Regions from separate parts of the Mus musculus genome. Here all the other regions are linked to region 1. Evidence: chromatin contacts called from public HiChIP or PLAC-seq and Micro-C data. All regions are on one chromosome and are shown on one strand. Each heading gives the region's core, a stretch centred on a gene start, on an enhancer-like site or on the middle of the called end of the contact. The rest is flanking DNA. Distances are from core to core; before and after follow the strand shown.

Evidence for each region. Hi-C and Micro-C count contacts between places; a contact is called where the count stands out from the background. HiChIP or PLAC-seq counts read pairs in DNA pulled down with a chosen protein or histone mark.
Region 2: a contact with region 1 is called in a Micro-C map of the G1E-ER4 cell line. The contact joins two enhancer-like sites. A contact is called at or near these places in 5 of 39 promoter capture datasets (the C10 cell line, cranial neural crest, liver and 2 more), 1 of 15 datasets of contacts at CTCF or cohesin (the NIH/3T3 cell line), 16 of 484 Hi-C or Micro-C datasets (the 4T1 cell line, the G1E-ER4 cell line, the MC3T3-E1 cell line and 10 more), 10 of 115 datasets of contacts at active chromatin or transcription factors (bone marrow-derived macrophages, embryonic basal ganglia, embryonic fibroblasts and 4 more) and 1 of 9 other capture datasets (embryonic stem cells).
Region 3: a contact with region 1 is called in an H3K4me3 HiChIP or PLAC-seq map of bone marrow-derived macrophages, with 4 times the contacts expected there. The contact joins two enhancer-like sites. A contact is called at or near these places in 5 of 39 promoter capture datasets (3T3-L1-derived adipocytes, HPC-7-derived erythroid cells, embryonic stem cells and 1 more), 1 of 15 datasets of contacts at CTCF or cohesin (CD8 T cells), 30 of 484 Hi-C or Micro-C datasets (the AML12 cell line, the C10 cell line, CD4 T cells and 17 more) and 7 of 115 datasets of contacts at active chromatin or transcription factors (astrocytes, bone marrow-derived macrophages, embryonic basal ganglia and 4 more).

What each region holds. Positions count from the first base shown.
Region 1 is chr15:38,242,887-38,246,670 of GRCm38.p6, forward strand. It overlaps the pseudogene Gm8705. Among named protein-coding and RNA genes, the nearest start is that of Odf1, 26 kb to the left of the region's middle. Within about 2 kb of position 2,130, at least 221 of the 459 cell types and tissues checked have an H3K27ac peak or open chromatin away from gene starts, as enhancers often do. A contact at or near this core is called in the G1E-ER4 cell line and bone marrow-derived macrophages, where this site is marked.
Region 2 is chr15:38,050,377-38,054,160 of GRCm38.p6, forward strand. The region is part of intron 1 of Ubr5 (ubiquitin protein ligase E3 component n-recognin 5); the gene reads right to left. Among named protein-coding and RNA genes, the nearest start is that of Gm22353, 6.0 kb to the right of the region's middle. Within about 2 kb of position 1,660, at least 16 of the 459 cell types and tissues checked have an H3K27ac peak or open chromatin away from gene starts, as enhancers often do. A contact at or near this core is called in the G1E-ER4 cell line, where this site is marked.
Region 3 is chr15:38,096,749-38,100,532 of GRCm38.p6, forward strand. No RefSeq gene overlaps it. Among named protein-coding and RNA genes, the nearest start is that of Ubr5, 20 kb to the left of the region's middle. Within about 2 kb of position 1,598, at least 1 of the 459 cell types and tissues checked has an H3K27ac peak or open chromatin away from gene starts, as enhancers often do. A contact at or near this core is called in bone marrow-derived macrophages, where this site is marked.

The sequences.
Region 1 (3,784 bases), core at 880-3,379:
ACCAATGCTCAGACTGGGCAGGAGGGGTGTGTGTGTGTGTATGTGTGTGTGTGTGTGTGTGTTTGTCCTAAAGTGGTAGGTTTCCCAAGTAGTCAGGAACTGGACAGATTCTTAGCATTGACCTAAAATAAAGCAGAGTGAAGAACCGTGTTGGCTCCTTCAGGTGGTCGGTCTGCCCGTCTGTCCTGATCACAAGTCAGGCCTGCTTGCATTTGAAACATAAGACATAGAGGACAGGAGGCTGCACTCTTTTTTTTTTTTTTTTTTTTTTTTAGATTCTTCTCCTGTTGTATTTTGCTCAAGATATTTTCCCCAAAATTAGTTGAGAATCATGATGTTGAGACCTCAAAAACAGGGTGACTGACCATAGAGGGGCAGGGAGAAAAGAGCTGTAACTTGCTCCTAGGGACTGGAGAAAATTTTAAAAATAAATAAAAAGAAAAAGGAAGGTTGGAGTCCATCAGTGCTAGTCATCCTCTCCTCCCCTTCACCCTCATCATCTTCACCTTCATCCTCAACTCCTTCATCGATATCTTCCAACCCTTCCTCTCATCATCATCACCTGCCTCTCCTTCTTCATCATCCCTATTAGGAACCAAATAGTCCTGCAAGGGATTTGGCCAAATGTCATCTTTGATGACCTCTGCTAGCTCGTCAGCACCTGCGTCAGGATGGTCAGTAAACCAGGTAAAGCAGCTCTCTGGCTCTTCGTGCTGCCTCTTCCTGCTGGCCTTACGCTGCATTCGACTTGAGCGCTTTGTCAAATCCTTTCCAGATTGCCATTTGATTTCGGTGGACTTTGAAGACGGACAAAGTCATTCAGATGAAATTCTTTGGAGAGAACCTTGTTTTCAGAGTAAGGATTTTCATCAAAATAAAAATCTATTCTGTAACCTGATTTAATGTCTTCAAATTCTGTCACTTCAACTCTGGTCAAATAATGCAGAGCCTCCTCGTCCTCCTCCTCGTCCTCCTCCTCGTCCTCCTCCTCGTCCTCCTCCTCGTCCTCCTCCTCGTCCTCCTCCTCGTCCTCCTCCCCAAGCGGTGCAGACACTTGTGGATGGTTGACGAATGTTGTTACCAAAAATTTGAGATTTTGGAGATCCATTCTGACCTCTTCTGAAAAAATGGTTGGCGGAGTTTGTTATATTTTTGTTCTACTTTCAACATTCCCTCGCTGGCTTGTTCATTAAGTCTGTCTATTTTATTTTGTACTTCATCAATACGTTCAGTTGCTTCTTGCTGTTCCTTTTCTCCTTTTGGCAGGCCGGGAGAGGCCGACTTGTCCTTCAGCTTCGGGGCAGCAGCCAGTATGGGTTTCTTGGGCTGAGGCAGGATCGCAGATTACTGCTTCAGGGCCATGGAGTGAGGGAGGTGGCCGGGAGGCAGAGGCCAGTCCCCCCCACCCCCACCCCACCCCCACCCCCACCCCACCCCCACCCCCGATGTTCACAGCAGGAAGAAACTCGCAGCACCCTTAATTCTGAGACTAACATCCTATTGACTTGTCAGGGTGGAGAGTTGGAGACTAGCGTAATCTTCAACAAGTACAAATAAATGCTGCTGTCGGCATTCCTACCGAGCCACAGTCATTTATTTCAAACCCAGTTGTGAGAGTGTGGCAGTAAGAACGATTTCAGCCATTTTCAGGGTACCTTTCTCTTGGGGTCGTATTAAGATTCTGGGGTCACAGTTAGGCAGCTCTGCCCAACCCGGGCAATGGAACTATATAATGGGTCACCACCATCCAGTGTCCTGCCAAGGTCAGGGAGACTCTTCAGGCCGGGCCCACTACCAGCTGCCCTGTGTCCACTCATTGACAGTCGTGTGCTATTTGTCAAGTTTCGAGCCCATGAGGTCGGATTGTTATGGTAACCCCTACCTGTTGCCGTCATCAAACTATATTTTCAGTGGCTTGAGAAATAATTCGTGTTCCTTGCTCATGCACAAACCCAGAGCAGGTCTTCCTAATTGTTGTCTTTCTGTGGTCCAGGTGCCTTTTAATCTTGTGACTCCTTCCTGGAGTCTCGAAATGCTTTATGCTCAGAAAGAGAAGCCTCTTGCTAGGCTCCCTGCCTAGGAAATGCCTTGGTTTGCTTCTCCCCTACCCTATTGGCAAGAACTACTCACGTGGTGCCCCAGGTTTGAGGAATTCTGGGAAATGTAGTTCCTGGCCGGGCCACTCTATAAACTGGAAAAGGAACCCCAGGAAATGTGGCTTTGTGTTTCAGTTTGCAATCTTTGCCACACCCTCGATGACTCAATTCTAGCTAGCAACCACAATTCCTGGTTCACTGGAAAACAGAGCCATTGAGACATCCTGTTATCTTTTCCCTGCCAAATCTGTCAAGCTGTGAGCCCACACTCTTTCTTCTCTCTTGCTAGTGCAATGGAATGTTACAGGCTCCTTCTTAATCCTCTGTTTTGATTGAAGATGTCAAAACTAAGCTTAGCGCTAAGCAAGCTAAGGAGCCCCTAAGAAGGATGCTAGACTGCTCTGCTGGGGAGCCCCTCTGGCCAGCACCCAGGGATCAGAGTTGTCTAAAAGTTGTGTGTGCACGAACGGGCATGGGTGTGTGTGTGCAGTTCCCTCCCCTCGTGTGTAGGCTGAGCCTCTTGATTTGCCTCTACTGAATGGAATACCCCAAATGTCATGGCTGGGTTATAAGAAGATTGGGCTGTGGTTGGTTCTGTAGCTCGGTAGTATTTTCCCAGCATGCACAAGTCCATACTCATCTCATAAAATAAATAAGGAATAAAAATTTTAAAGGCTGTGTTCCACTGAGCCCATCCGTTCCTTGCTCACTGTGAAGTCAGCCACCCCACCAAGAATTGCCCCATGGAGACACTCAATGGTGAGGAATTGACATCACCTCTACCCACCCATCAGTAGGGGCCACCAATGACAGCCACAGAGTGAGCTTGGGAGTAGATTCTCTTCAGGAGGATTTCTAGATGACCGCAGTCCACAAGACAACTTGACATTAGTTTTGGGAGGGAGTCTGGGACAGAAGCAGAGGCTAAAAGTACATGAATTACTTTTCTGTAATTCTGGTCCCAGGTTATCTCGTGCCTTCTTCTGGCCTCCCAGACCATTACACATAGGTGCTACACAGAAATGTATGCAGGCAAAACATCCACATACATAAAATAATAAACACTTTTTAAATAAAAAATAATAAATAATTCAAGGCCAGGCTCAGCTTGGCAGGGAATTCCAGGACAACCTGGGCTACATGAGATCTTGTCTCAAAGAGCAGGGGTGGGGTGGGGGTAGAGCTTATCTTCAAAACCAGTTATATTTTGAAATATTAGGAGTTTGGATTTGAATATGTGAGATGGGGTGAGGTATAATTCATTTCATAATCACACAAAACTAAGACTGTAAGCAACAGCCTAGGATAAAGCGGGGGACTAGCAGAAGAGAACTTGGTAAAACTCTGAGAGGGTGGGGCATAGTCAATGAAGCATTTGCCACTCAAGCAAAAGGACCTGAATTCCCCAGGACATTGTTGTTGTTTTTTGTTTGTTTGTTTGTTTCAAGCTGGAGCGGTGACACACATGTGGCTGAAAGACCAAGGAACCACGTCTGCCCATAGCCCTCATGCAAGGAGGACTCTGGTAGAAGTGGCTAGTGGCAATCTGAAACACTCCCTTGTCAGCACATCAGCAGGCCAAGGAAGCTTTCAGGGAATGCTCTGAGGGCCTGCACTGTAGGAGAATGGCGCTGCTTTCAAACAGCCCCATTTCCAACAGGCAAGAGTGCCTGAGAGTGCCTCCTTTC
Region 2 (3,784 bases), core at 410-2,909, 190 kb before region 1:
AAAAGAAAGGAAAAGAGAACTCCTAACAACTGTCCCAGGCACGCAGAAAATGCTCACCAGCACCCACAACATAGTCAGAGGTGCGGGCCTCTCTGCTCTCTGTCTGGCTCAGCTCTGCGAGTTCTCATCGTGCGAAGAAGAACTGTTAGTTATTCTGCTGCTTCTCAGTCTCAGAATTCTTACTAATACATAAAAAACAGGTCTATCAGAGGATCACCATATGGAATGTTTATGAAAAAGTAGCATTTACTAGGGTCCACAAAATGGCTCAGCACGTAAAGGTGCTTGCTGCCAAGTCTGATGACCTGAGTTGGATCCACAAAACCCACATGATGGGAAGAGAACTAACTTCTTCAGAAAGCCTCTGTCCTCCTGAGAGTGCCATGACATGTACATACACAATAAATGGTTTTTTAATGAATTAAATAGCATCTGATATATCAAAAATCCTAGCCATTTGAAATTTCATATGAGCAGATTTTATAATCACCTAGAATGTTAAACCAAATATTATCAACTTGATTCATAAATCCAATCTCAAAAATACATAAACTGGATGGTTCTTTCACTTCTCGGGGTGGTTATAGTCAACTGGCTCCAGAGCACACTGGAGGAAAGCCTCCCGCACACATGGGCTCTACTAAGGAGAGCCTGCCTCTCTCTGCAGGACACAGCCCAGCTGAGCAGCCACAGGCCACAGGCCAAGACAGCCCACTGCCACGGCTGTTAACACACCAGTGCGCCTATGTAACCATGTAACCACCGCAGCAGTCTGCTGTAAAGGGGCTCAGGCCAGAAGATGAAACACGTTCTTGTAACAGTAACACAGTAAATTTCTCTTCTCAAAAAAAAAAAAAAAAAAAAGCCTAAAGCTCATCAAATTTCACTCACACATAAATGTTTCAATAACCTCATAACAACAGCAGACAGGTAAGCCTGTGAGATGGCAGTAACACACAGCTGGGCAGGCTGGCAATAAGTCTATGACAACCCTATCTGCTGTGTTGTTCAATACTAAAATGTGCCCCATATTCCAACTCAGCGCCTCGGTGCCTGTTTGATCTCTTACACATATAATTTTCAGATGCAGAGACTAGAATCTTTCTTTTTTAATGTGAGTACACTGTCGCTGTCTTCAGACACCCAGAAGAGGGCATCAGATCTCATTATGGATGGTTGTGAGCCACCATTCGGTTGCTGGGATATGAACTCAGGACCTTCGGAAGAGCAGTCAGTGCTCTTAACTGCTGGGCCATTTTGCCAGCTCGAGAATCGTTAAGTGGCAAACTGACTCTTTCTTAGCAGTACCTATTAGGAGCTAACACTACTATTACTCTGGAAAGCCCATGGAGCCTGTCCCACTGTCCCCAACGTAGTAGATTTCAAAGGTAACTTTCACAGATCCTACTTAGGCACAGCACATAGTGAGGTTCTTCAGTTCTTAAACTCTGTCTACTTACTGCCACAAACCAGATCTCTAAATAGTCAGACACAGCCCAAATGCAATTATAATTATATTCTTGATGAAGAACACAGAGGTAGGTCCCTGAAGCTTTGGCTCTTCCTCATATCCCACCCTCCAAGTGCTGCTTCCCACACATGTGGAAGTCTAAGAGTGGAGAGCTTGCTCGAGTGTGGTCTGCCTTCAGCACACTTCCCCGAGGCCGTGTCCAGCTCAGACACCCATGTTTCCTGGCAGTCCTAACTTTTTCCCACAGACATCTGCAGCTTGCCTTTCCTCTCAAATCTCACTGTGAACATTCTAGCTCCGTGTTCTTGTCTCCAGTGTCCTCACACATACTGCAGTGGACTTGCCTCCAGAGTCTTTCCCTAGCCTCCCATGCAATCCCATCAGTCAAGAGTAAGGTACTTTATAAACCGTTTCAGAAAAAAAAAAAAAAAGAGATTCTTGGTCTTAATACCAAAAGAATTAACCTCCAGGCTTCTACCTTAAAGAATGACAATTAACTGTGTAAACATATAAATTTGTTTTGAGGTTATGTCATTATCTGCCCATGTTAATCTTGGGGAGCTTGGGAGGAGTTGCTGTTATTGCTGTTTGAGACGGGTTCTCCTGTAACCTAAGCTGACCTCAAACTGACTATCTGCCAGTGATGACCTGGAGCGGCTCTGATCCTCCTGCATCCACCTCTTGAGTGACAGGATAATAGATGTGTGCTTCTCACACATGGTTTGTATGATACTGGGTACTGAATCTACAGTCTACCAACTGAGCTACATCCCCAGCCCCCATAGTATTTTTATAAGTAAATCATAGCTAAGACAGAGACAAAACTCAATAACTTACCCCTTAATAACCACTTTAGCAAACAGCCTTTAAAGTGACCCCACCCTAACTTCTGACTAGCTATCATTTGTGGAATGATGTTCTTATCTAACCACAATTTTATTTAAGAATAAAGGATTTAATTCAAACAAAAAAATTTAAGAAAAGCCAAGAAAGGTTACTGTGTCTGCAGACCTAAATTATGATTAAGAGAATTTTAAACTCATCTTTTGGTATTCCACCAGAGAAGACATCCATTGCCAAGACAAATACAGACACATTAAAAATTTGGGAGAAGATACATTCTTTTTTGCTTGTTTGTTTGTTTTTTGATTTTTTCAAGACAGGGTTTCTCTGTCTCCCTGGATGTCCTTGAACTCAGATCCACCTGCCCCTGCCTCCAGATACAGCTACATGTGTGCAGCCTAGCTGTAGCTACTTATTTTCCAAGAGACTGCTGGACACCTAGGGTGCCAAGCAGGAGACTTCCGTACTAGCAGAGCATTTCAGTATCATTTTTAGGTAACTAAATGATGGTTTCTGAACCGTTCAGGGCAGTGCTGAATCTGGCAGTGACCCATGAATCCAAGCAAGATTCATCTATAGAGGCATATGCTATCATGTGGAAAATACTTTTGCAAAGTGTCAAAATTATTACTGCTCATGTTACTACAGTGTCAGGCTCACAATGACAAGCTTCCCAGAGTTTCTGAGAAAGCTCAAATTCTGGTTTGAAAACTTGATGATACTAGAAACAAATACCATCCAGTTGTTCTTAAAATTTGTTCTAAAATGACAGTCATTTCAATTTTTTTTTCGCTTTTTTTTTTTTTTTTTTGGTTTTTCGAGACAGGGTTTCTCTGTGTAGCCCTGGCTATCCTGGTACACTCTGTAGACCAGGCTGGCCTCAAACTCAGAAATCCACTGCCTCTGCCTCCCAAGTGCTGGGATTAAAGGCGTGCGCCACCACGGCCAGCTGACAGTCATTTCATTTTAAAGGGGGAGAAAAATCTGTTTGAACCCCAGCCTGGGTAACCAAATTGTCAGCCTGGGTAACCCTTCAAATTAAATAGTCTCTATAAAGAAAGTCACTGGTACAATCTAATCTACAACTGTAAAAGGGTCACCAAAAAGCTTCTTTCTCCACACAACTACTGATCTCCTCAATTCATCATGCTAAGTAAGTGTTCAGGTGATCTACGCTGAGACACAAAGATTCACAAGTGAATACATTTTTGCTGCCTTATTATCAAGAACACTCTAAAATGAGATGCTTTCCCTCCAATTCTAAGGAAGCCCGTGACTCTTGGCACAGCGTGGGTAATGCTTCAATCTCTCATTAAAGAACCATTATTTTACCCACAACTGCATCTGAACTATACTTCAAATGTGAAGATGATTATGAAGACAATCCCAGCATTACGGTGAACTCTCCAGGCGCTACAAATCATACTGCTGTGGGTCTACACTAGAGGAGCATGCAGTGTGGGAGCAAAG
Region 3 (3,784 bases), core at 348-2,847, 150 kb before region 1:
AACTTGTTATCACTCCTGGGGTTGTAGTAGTGTGCACCCTGTGAACGGGCTGCCCGGTGATCACTGTGTACCAATTACCTGATAATGAAAGATCAGCGTCTGAATCATACTCACAACCAAAGCTTTGCGAGCCTGCTATGTTGGCCCATGCCTATAATCTCAGCTCTCAGGAGGTAGAGCCAGGAGGAACAGGAGCTCAAGGCCATTTTTAGCAGTTTGCAGTCAACCTATATTACTTAAGAACCTGTCTCAAAAGTAGATGAAAGAGAGGGAGGAAGGGAGGGAGGGAAGAAGGGAAGGAAGGAAGGAAGGAAGGAAGGAAGGAAGGAAGGAAGGAAGGAAGGAAGGAAGGAAGGAGACTAACTAGCCAACAAACAAAACATTTGTAACGTTCCTGGACCCATGTATGTAAGGTAAGTAACATTACCACCTCCACTTTACAGACAATAAGAAACAATATCAGAGAGTGAATACTTCTCACGGGCACACAGCAAACTGGCTATTAGGCAAATCTTATGATTCTAAATCAGAAGAGTCTAGAGAGTCTATGTATATCTAGATAAACATGTAGACTAGAAATCTGTATAATTAACATGTAACGTTACACCTTCATGTAATAATTTAATTTTCAACAGCCCCTATGGGTGATACTGTTATTACTAATCATCTTAACATTTAAAATTCTCAGCCATATTATCACCATACCCTCAACTTTGGTGTTAAGTGTTAGTTTCTTTAAGATTGAAATGTTCTATCTTGCAAGGAAGACTTTAAGACGGAAAGTTTAAAAAAATAAAAAACTTCAGGAAGTTCCTGAAACTGACCAGATTCACTAGCCGCCCCCCCCCCCCAAAAAATTAACAATAAACCTGGAGAGAGAGCTTTTGTTCAGACAAGCCAAGCTGTAAAGAAGACTCTGAGGCTAGACCAGCTGCCTAGAAGAAGCAAAAACCAGCTGAGCCACGTGGAAGACATTTATACCAACTAAATCCCTTGGAAAGGACACTCTACAACCTGTTGAGCTGCTTGTTAGCTGTGCAGTATGCTTCAGGTTCCCAGCTTTTGTGAGCTGTCACCCATGCTGGGGTGGGCTTTGGTGATGCAGCTGTCTTTGAGTCATTTCTGCTCCTGTAAGTCATTCCTCATCCATACTCCTGCAGGTAACCTCTATAAAACTCATTAGTTCACCAAGTTGGACTTTAGTGGTAACCATACTTTGATTTGTTGTGAAAGTGTTGTCACAGAACACTTGGGTGATATTTATTTATTCAGCAGATGGTTTGACTTATGTGTAAGTGTCTATATTCTTTACTGTGGCCAGAGCCACTCAGGATTTTTCTGGTTCCTAGAACTAACAGAATGGATACATTATATTTATAACTAGATGAGAAATGACAAGAGCAGATATGCTGACCTTGTTCTTTATGATCACAAGTGGGTGACAAGGGTTACAGATGGGAAATGACCTAAAAGCCAAAAATAGTAGGTTCACAAATAGCACCAAATGCTTTAATTAGTGGCTGTTCCTACAGACTAGAAAATAGATCTTAGATACTCTGTAAGGAACTATGGCCTAGCCTCGTCTGTGAGCCTTGAGCACACACACATGATGCCTGTCATTATGAGTGATGTCACCCCCAAATCCTGAGGAGGAGAGGGCTACAGGGCCAGGGCTGTCAAATCAACAAAGGAATAAAGGTTGGCTCTCCTGCCCTCTGACTGAACTCAAGGTCTCAAGTGTAAGGAAATCAGCATTTCAGAATTTTGTTGTATTATTTGTTTGTTTAGATAATATATCTATTATGTAGCTCTGACTGTCCTAGAACTGTATGTAGACCAGGTTAGCCTTATATCCACAGAGACCCTCCTGCTGGGGTTAAATATGTGTGCCATCATTTCCAGTGGAATTTCATAATTTCAATGAGGAAAGGGTTACACACGTATCAGTCCTTCATTTCTTCCTCCTCTGTATGCTATCTTTTCTTCACAATTACATGTAAACCCAAGAGGCTAAATGCAGAGAGTAAAGTATGCGTTGGTGGACTCGGGCACGATTTTTATCTTAGTTTTTCCCCTGTTTGCTATGATAAAACACCCTAACAAAAGTAACTTTAGGGAGGAAGAGTTTATTTAGCTTACAGTACCAACTTAAAGTCAGGGTGGCAGGAACTTGAGTCACTAGTTACATCCACAGTCAAGAACAGAAACATGCCAGAAATAGTAGCCACCTTTAATCCCAGCACTGGGGAGGCAGAGGCAGGCAGAGTCTGAGTTCAAGGCCAGGCTAATCTACATGGTGAGTTGCCATATAGCCAGAGTTACATAGTGAAACCCTGTCTTGAAAAAAAAATAATAATTTAAAAAAAAAAAAAGAGGGCTGGTGAGATGGCTCGGTGGGTAAGAGCACCCGACTGCTCTTCCGAAGGTCCAGAGTTCAAATCCCAGCAACCACATGGTGGCTCACAACCATCTGTGACGAGATCTGATGCCCTCTTCTGGTGTGTCTGAAGACAGCTACAGTGTACTTACATGTAATAAATAAATTAAAAAAAAAAAAAGAAGAAGAAGAAGAAAGAAAGAAACAGAAAAAAATGCTTGCAAGTTTATACTCTGCCCACTTCTCTCTTAATCTGAGAGTCCCTTTCTAAGGAATGTTGTCACTCGAAGTGGACAGATTTTCAACTACAATTAATGTAATCAAGATAGCTTCCCACAAACATGCCCACAAGCCAACCTGATGCTGATAATCCTTCATTTAGACTTCCCTCTCAGGTGATTTTACATTGTGTCAAGTCAACAAAACCAACCATCAAAAGATTGCATCCCTAAAGTGGCAAGACTGCTTCAACTCTAGATTCCCCTGACTTTTGTCCCGTATGACTCCTACTAGTCAGTGGTACTGGGATGATGCTGACAGACAAACTGCCAGGATACAGGCTTGATTTTTGACCTTTTTCAATGAGAAGCATATCTAAGGGGTATATAGAAGTGGAGAGAGCATTTATTCTCTCTGAAGACAATCTATTAACCCAGTGGCTTTACAGCCATCATTAAGACCCAACAAGGGCATTAAAAATCTTAGCAGAAGCAGTGTGAATGCAAGACTATGAGAGATGAGGAGAGAGTTGAGGATGCTGACGTTTGGGGCTTGCCATGTACCCTACTAACCTTGCATATCCTTTAACTCATGGTGAATGTCCCCTTCATCCTGGATAGTCTGGCTCTGCAGATTGATCCCACTCCTTTTTCTACCGAGCAGGTGACTCTTTTGACAGTTATTTGCTCTAGGTGTGGTGGTATTAGGGGATATTGAAAGAATCTGGTGGTATAAGGATTGCTCTGAAACTACAGCTATGGCCCCTCCAGGCTCCATCAGTGACTCCCTATGTTGCTCTCCCTCATGTCGGTTGGGGGATGGCTTTGTCTGTGCACTGTGTTCAAATGCTGATCACTGTGCCGAGTCCCGACATTGGTGGTGCCACTATTATGAAGCATTTCCTGACTCAGTGTTAGTGTGAACCATCTTTCTCCATCATCTTCTGATTGGTCAATAAAGAGCTGATTCAGCCATTATCTGGGCAGGAGAGGAGTGGAGAGAAAGAGAGGGCTCAGATGAGGAGATCCATGTGGAGATTTGCCATGAGGCATTTGTCGTGAGCAGACCTTGAGGGGAGTCGCCAGGAGGATACACATGAAGGAGGCCAGAGAGAGGCTGAGATGGCAAGTAATGGAGCATGTGGCTGGGAATTAGACTGCCATAGAAGGTTAAAATATATGACTAGCT